Linked DNA regions of Sus scrofa: region 1 is linked to region 2. Evidence: chromatin contacts called from public Hi-C data. All regions are on one chromosome and are shown on one strand. Each heading gives the region's core, a stretch centred on a gene start, on an enhancer-like site or on the middle of the called end of the contact. The rest is flanking DNA. Distances are from core to core; before and after follow the strand shown. Region 1 overlaps DCPS (decapping enzyme, scavenger). Region 2 holds the start of DCPS (decapping enzyme, scavenger).

Region 1 (2,999 bases), core at 439-2,938, 34 kb before region 2:
TCCTTCTCAGCACAGAACAGAGTGGAGCTGGGATACTAGGAGCCATCCGGGGCTAAGCTAAGGGCTTGATCAAAGAGAAAGGAGGGGGCAGGGGACTCGGGCAGGGCTGCGCCAGACAGACCAGGAAGGACGACAGGACCCTCCAGGTCTTGCTGGACTCCCAGCGGAGGAGGAAAGCATTGCCTTTAGCCACAGCTCCCTTTGCCCACCCCAACCTGGCACAAGGATAGAGCTTTTCCTACCCCTCTCAGGCTAAGAATTAAGAGAAGATTCAGATTTCCATTGTGAGTAAATCCCTGAGGTGGTCAGTGGGCCTAGAATAAACCCCAGAATTGTTTTCTATTCTGCATTTGGAGGCTCGCTATCCCCCCCACGGGATCTCAGCAGCAGGGTGACACCAGGACCAGGGCACCCAAACGGCTTCCTGGGGTCAGCAGGGCTGGCCTGCCCAGGAGAGGCTTCCCGAGCTGCCAAGTCAGGAAGAAGTGCTGGCCCAGCATCTCCTGGGGATCTGCATCCAGGGGTGGTTTCAGCAGAGTAACGAGTCACTATGAAAAGAGGAAGGCAGCCAGGGAGATGGTGACCCAGGCAGCAGGGGGAAGAGGGCAGGTAGGCACAGTGACAGGGGAGCAGCTAGAGGAGAACGTACAGTGGCCCCAGGCAGAACCCCTCCTCCAGGTCTGTGGTGTCACAGCCTTGGAGCAGGGCTTGGTGAATCTGAACTGGGGCGAGCATCGCCCCCGCGGAGAACCCTGGTGACAGCGGGCCCTGGCTTGGAAGCCACATCACCCAATGTCTCAGGGTGGAAACAAGGCTGAGACCAACCCCACAGAATGATGGACTCAGAAGGACCCCTTCAAGATACTGAGGCCCAGAGAGGTGAACTGACCAGCCGAAGGTCACCAGCGGGCTAAGGTCACAGTGTCAGAATTAGAACTACAACCCAAGATTCTAGACTCTCTTCCCCCATCTCCCCTTGACCACAGGGCCCCTTTCAGCAACTCTATAATTTCATGCGATTTAGCAAATCTCCCAGAAATGAAGTCTCCCAGAAGGCCAGGTGCTGGAGAACCCAGTTTCTGCCCTCAGGGTGGAGGAGGAGGTACGTGCAGACATGTGTCAGGTCATGCACCATGTTGCGGCTGCCATGAACAGGACAGCTAATCCTGGGATCTTAGATGTGACCTGCAGGAGAAAGGGAGGGCGCAAAAGTGGGACCCCGAGCTGAGGATGCCTGTGAGTAGGGAGGAAAGAAGGCTGAGAGGAGAGCTGGAGGGCAGGGCAGGTAGGACCAAGACCGGGGCCCTGAGTCACCTACGAGCTCACGGTGTCCTGCACAAGCGTCCAGGGAGGAGGTCCTTTTGCAGAAAGACTTCTGGGAAGGGTGAGGAAAGGGGCCCAGGGACACACTGGCATGAGAGTGCAATTCCTCCAGGTTCCTGTGTGAGTCTGGCCCAAGCAGCTCACCTGCCCCTCGCGGAGGATGTTCCTGAGCAGTGGCAGGTGCTCTGGAGTAAGGTCCCGAAGCGACTTGATGCCCCGGCGATGGCAGATGGCGATCAGGTATAGGTCATCGAGCTGTGCGGAGAGAGGCAGGGGTAAACTGGGCTCAGCAGGCTGGGCCAGGCCAAAGCTAAGGCCAGGGAGGCTGCAACTCCTGGAATTCCTCCCAGAAGCCAGGAAGCAGCCACACACAAGGCCTGCAGTGCCAGTCACAGCCAATCCCAGGGACGCCGTGGCAGGAGCACCCCTAGTCAAAGTGAGCGTCCACGTGCCCAGGGTGAGGGACAGTCTAAGGACAGAGCTTCTGCTTACTGTCCTGCCAAAAATGATCATATGGAAGAATTTATATACTCCCAGCAGATGGAGGATGGGGGTGGGAAGGGAAGTCTAAGAAAATGCCAAGGACAATGCTCATGGTCTAATCACATGGAAATAAGGTGATAAGAGTACAAGAGAAAGAACTAAAGACCAGCTAGCATGATCCAGTGGCTTCCTGGACAACAAGGCTGGGAATCGGGGTCTTGAAGAAGAGGTAGGGTTTGGCAAAAGGGCCCTGGGGTAGAGGAACAGTGGATACAAAAGCGCAGTGGCAGGAAAGCACAGGGCACCTAAGCAGGAGAGGAAACTCCCTGTGCCTGGAGTCGGAGGCTGGGGAGAGGTGAAGAGGCTCGGGAAGTGGGGAAGGGAGCTGAGGCCAGCTCCGTGTGAGGACTGCCATGGCCTCACCCCTCCCCCTTCCCTGGTCTCACAGGTGGCCCTTCCTGCCATCCTTCCTGGAGATAGTGCTAGCCGAAGACCCAGAGGCCACAACAGTATGAAAACCCAAGGCCAACAAGACCTTGAGCCGGAGAGCAAACGGACTCTTCCTCTCGCCCAGAAAACCCTCCCACCTGTCCCTGCTGACCCCAACCCTGGCCTTGGCTGGTTATCACATCCATGCACACGCGCAGGGCAGGCTCCAGACCCTAGGGCTCCAGCGGATGAGGTGTGGAGAGAATGCAGCAGCCCTCAAGCCTTCATCTGAGCTGCTAGATTCCTCGAGGAGATAATTTGGGGACCCTGAAACACCCAACCAAATCCCCAAGGGCCCCGATTTAGAAAGTGAGAATGAAATTTTCCATATGGTGCCTGATGTCCAACTGGCCTCTTCAGGTCCTTCAGAGTTTTCTCTGTTAGAGCCCTGTGAGTCCAGCTTTCTGTCCCAGACCTGCTAGAGACGAGCCCAGCGCAGACGTCCCAGCAGATGGCTGAGCTGGGCCTCCCCAGGGCTCAGTTTTGCCCACAAGTCCCTTCTGGACTCTCCCTCCTTATGGCCCACGTCTGGGACGTTTACTCTCTTGCTAGCCAGGGGCCCCAGGAGAGGCAGGAAACAAAACCGCTTGAACATGGAGTATGTGTGTGTGCATGCCTGTGGGCGTCTTCAGCTGTTCTACGTGTCACTGTCACGGGACTCCCAAATAACAGCAGCATTTGTTTTAGAAGCTATCTGCTGACAA
Region 2 (3,078 bases), core at 274-2,773:
ACTGGACTCCTAGCCTGGGAACTTCTATGTGCCTCGGGTGCAGCCCTAAAAAAAGAAAAAAAAAAAAAAAGACACCCCCCCAAAAAAATTCTCCCCATTTTACAGCTGAAGAAAATGAGGTCTAGAGAAGTTTAAGTGACTTGCCCAAATGGTGAAATAGAAATTAGACTTTAAGTATCCCAACTAGCTTCGAGCTCAAAGGTTCCCATGGCTAAAATCTTCAGCAGGTGCTGCAGACTGAAGGTAAGTTGGGCTGAGACAGACAGAACCTTGTAAAACACAAGAGACACAGAAAGAGGCATGGAAGCCTGGCCCAGGGTCTCCCTGCCCCCATCCTCCCAAAAGTGAGAGCGCCTGCCAGGACTTCTGGGGAACCCTTGGACTGCCTCTTTACTAGCTCTTGGGTCAGTATCCAGTCTCTCCTCAGTCCCTGCTGGAGAGCTGAGCACGTGATATTAGAGCTAGCTGTGCCTGTCTGCTTAAGGATGCTCTGCACTCCTGAAGATCAAGGATGGGAACTTTCAGCTCTATGTTGCACCCAGTTCAGTGCTGGCCCGTCTGTGCATGAAACGTGGAATTGAATCAAGAATGGGAACTTTCAGCTCTATGTTGCACCCAGTTCAGTGCTGGCCTGTCTGTGCATGATATGTGGAATTGAATCACCAATTCAACAAACTGTTTCCCCGCTCCCAGGAGCGGGAGTCCTGTATATAGCAGAGATCATACTTCCTACAGTGCCTATGTTATTGCCTGGGGCCTGGATGACCAAGACTGCCCAGAAACATACTGGATTCCTAGCACCTTACAGGGTTTTTGTGTGTTTTGTTGGGGCCCGTTTGTTTGTTTGTTTGCCCTCACCCAAGGCACGTGGAGTTCTGGGCCAGGGATGGAACCTGCGCCACAACAGCGATCCAAGCCCCATCAGTGAAACCTCCAGATCCTTAACCAGCTGTGCCACAAGAGAACTAGCACGTTACAGGTTTAATAAATGAATGGTGAAAGCTTGGGGAATTTAACATGCGACTTTTTAATCGACAATAAATACACTCCGCAAGTGTTAGGTTCTTATTTTAGTACAAGAGGAGGAATTAGGGAAATTAGCCCCACGCGTGTTAATTCCCTTAATTTCACAAGTATCCTTGTTTCCTCCACGAACCAAACCCCTGCCCAGGCATTTTGGCGCACTTGGCCTCCTTCCCACCCGGGGCAATGCGATTAGTATTTTCCAAAGAATCTCAAAAAAAAAAAAAAAAAATCCGCCTCCGAGGCGACGATTGGGTCACTCCTTCCCGCATCCCCACCCCAACGCTGCTTAATGGTACCTTTCCGTGCAGGAAAATGATTTTGTCCCGCGCAGACTCCCTTAGCACTTTTTTCACTCTAAAGCCGGAGAAAGGTAAGCGGACAGGAGCAGAGGTACCATTCCCAACCCTTGCTTCCTTCTCCTCTGTGCTGGGTGCCTCCGCCTCCTCCGGGTCTCGTTCGCGCTTTCTCTTGCTGGGTTGAGGAGCGGTGTCCGCCATATTGCCGGGGGAGAGTGTGCGCCTGCGCCAACCCGGCCGCGGCCCCGCCCCTCTGCCGCCTCACCCCACCTCCGCGGAGGGCGGTGACTACAACTCCCGACGTGCTCCGCGCCGGAGTCAGCCGATCTCCTGGCTGTAGGAAACCTAGGGCCGCTGTTTTTTGGGACTCGTCTAGAGTGAGCATCTTAATTCGAGTTTCCCGCCTTTGGTCTCCTCGTGCTAGCCAACCCGGGCGGAGGCTGGTCCTGAGGGAAAAGAGAAGGTGACAGCAAGGCTAGAGAGGCTGCAGGGGAGAGGGTAGCCCAGCCACCCCACCCCACCCCTACTCCCCCGAGTCCGAGCTGCAAGACGCCCTTTGGACTCTGCGCTGACACTTGGGTTGAATACAGCTTTTTAATCAGAGTTATGCCAACATTGATTAGAGTGGAAGGGATGTTTCTGAAGCAAATCTGTTGAGCCAATCTCTTTCTTAGTCAATTGATTGAACATAGAGAACGCTTAAAACCCTATCCATTTTTCACCCGTTTCCATTTTACAAAAGTCCTCTTTGTGTTGTCCTTTTCTTTGTAAATCCCAGTATTTTTTGCTGAGAAGAATGGTAAGTGAACAGGGCCAGAAGTACATTTCCATTGCCTGCCTCTTTGCTTCTGCTTCCTGTCCATTAGATGATCAGGTACCCTGCCACCTTCTCGTTCACCTTGCCTTTAAAAACACTTCCCTGAAAGCCATCAAGAAGTTCAGGTCTTTTAAGGATGAGCTGCCAGGTTTTCCTTGCTTGGTCTCACTCATTGCCTGCCTCTTTGCTTCTGCCCCACTGTATCCATGTTACAGAACCAAAGTTGGGTCTCCTTGGGCAACTTACTGCAATCTATCCACACTGGGTTGTGATGAGGGAAAGTACAGCGTTTATTGCAGTCTTTGGGGTTTCTTTGCGTTTTAGGGTCGCACCCGCTGCATGTGGAGGCTAGGGGTCCAATCGGAACTATAGCACAGCCACAGCAATGCAGGATCCGAGCTGCGTCTGTGACCTACACCACAGCTCATGGCAACGCTGGATTCTCAACACACTGAGCGAGGCCAGGGATGGAACCCACAACCTCGTAGTTCCTAGTCGGATTCGTTTCCGCTTTTCCACAACGGAAACTCCCAATTGCAAGGTTCTTAAAGTGAGACCAAGCAAGGAAAACTGGCAGCTCATGCTCAAAAGACCTGAACTTCTTGATGGCTTTCAGGGAGGTGTTTTTAAAGGCAAGGTGAAGGAAAAGGTGGCAGGGTACCTGATCATCTAATGGACATTCTTCTGGTTGATAGATGGTATTTCTGGGGTCAGTATCAACCTCTGATTCCAACCAGTCTGGGGTCTACAAGGTTGTGATCAGTATGTAGTTTGCAGTTAACTTCTACCTAGTGGGGATTTCATTATCTGCGAAATAATTCAAGGATATGGCTCAGGGTTTTATTTTATTTATTAAAAAAAAAAATTTTTGGGGGGGCTGCACCCACGGCATATAGAGGTTCCCAGGCTAGTAGTCCAGTCAGAGCTACAGCTGCTGGC

The links. A called contact is a pair of places that touch in the nucleus more often than the background predicts.
Region 1: a Hi-C map of liver shows a contact between it and region 2, with 1.8 times the contacts expected there. The contact joins the enhancer-like site here to the promoter of DCPS in region 2. A contact is called at or near these places in 2 of 5 promoter capture datasets (fetal liver and liver), 13 of 47 Hi-C or Micro-C datasets (alveolar macrophages, blood, brain and 5 more) and 2 of 2 datasets of contacts at active chromatin or transcription factors (alveolar macrophages and skeletal muscle).

What each region holds. Positions count from the first base shown.
Region 1 is chr9:53,433,485-53,436,483 of Sscrofa11.1, reverse strand. It overlaps DCPS (decapping enzyme, scavenger), which reads right to left. Exons shown (of 6, transcript NM_213790.1): 5 at 1,468-1,578. Among named protein-coding and RNA genes, the nearest start is that of DCPS, 34 kb to the right of the region's middle. Within about 2 kb of position 1,688, at least 4 of the 83 cell types and tissues checked have an H3K27ac peak or open chromatin away from gene starts, as enhancers often do. A contact at or near this core is called in fetal liver and liver, where this site is marked.
Region 2 is chr9:53,399,232-53,402,309 of Sscrofa11.1, reverse strand. It overlaps DCPS (decapping enzyme, scavenger), which reads right to left and starts at 1,523. Exons shown (of 6, transcript NM_213790.1): 1 at 1,323-1,523. The coding sequence starts at 1,523.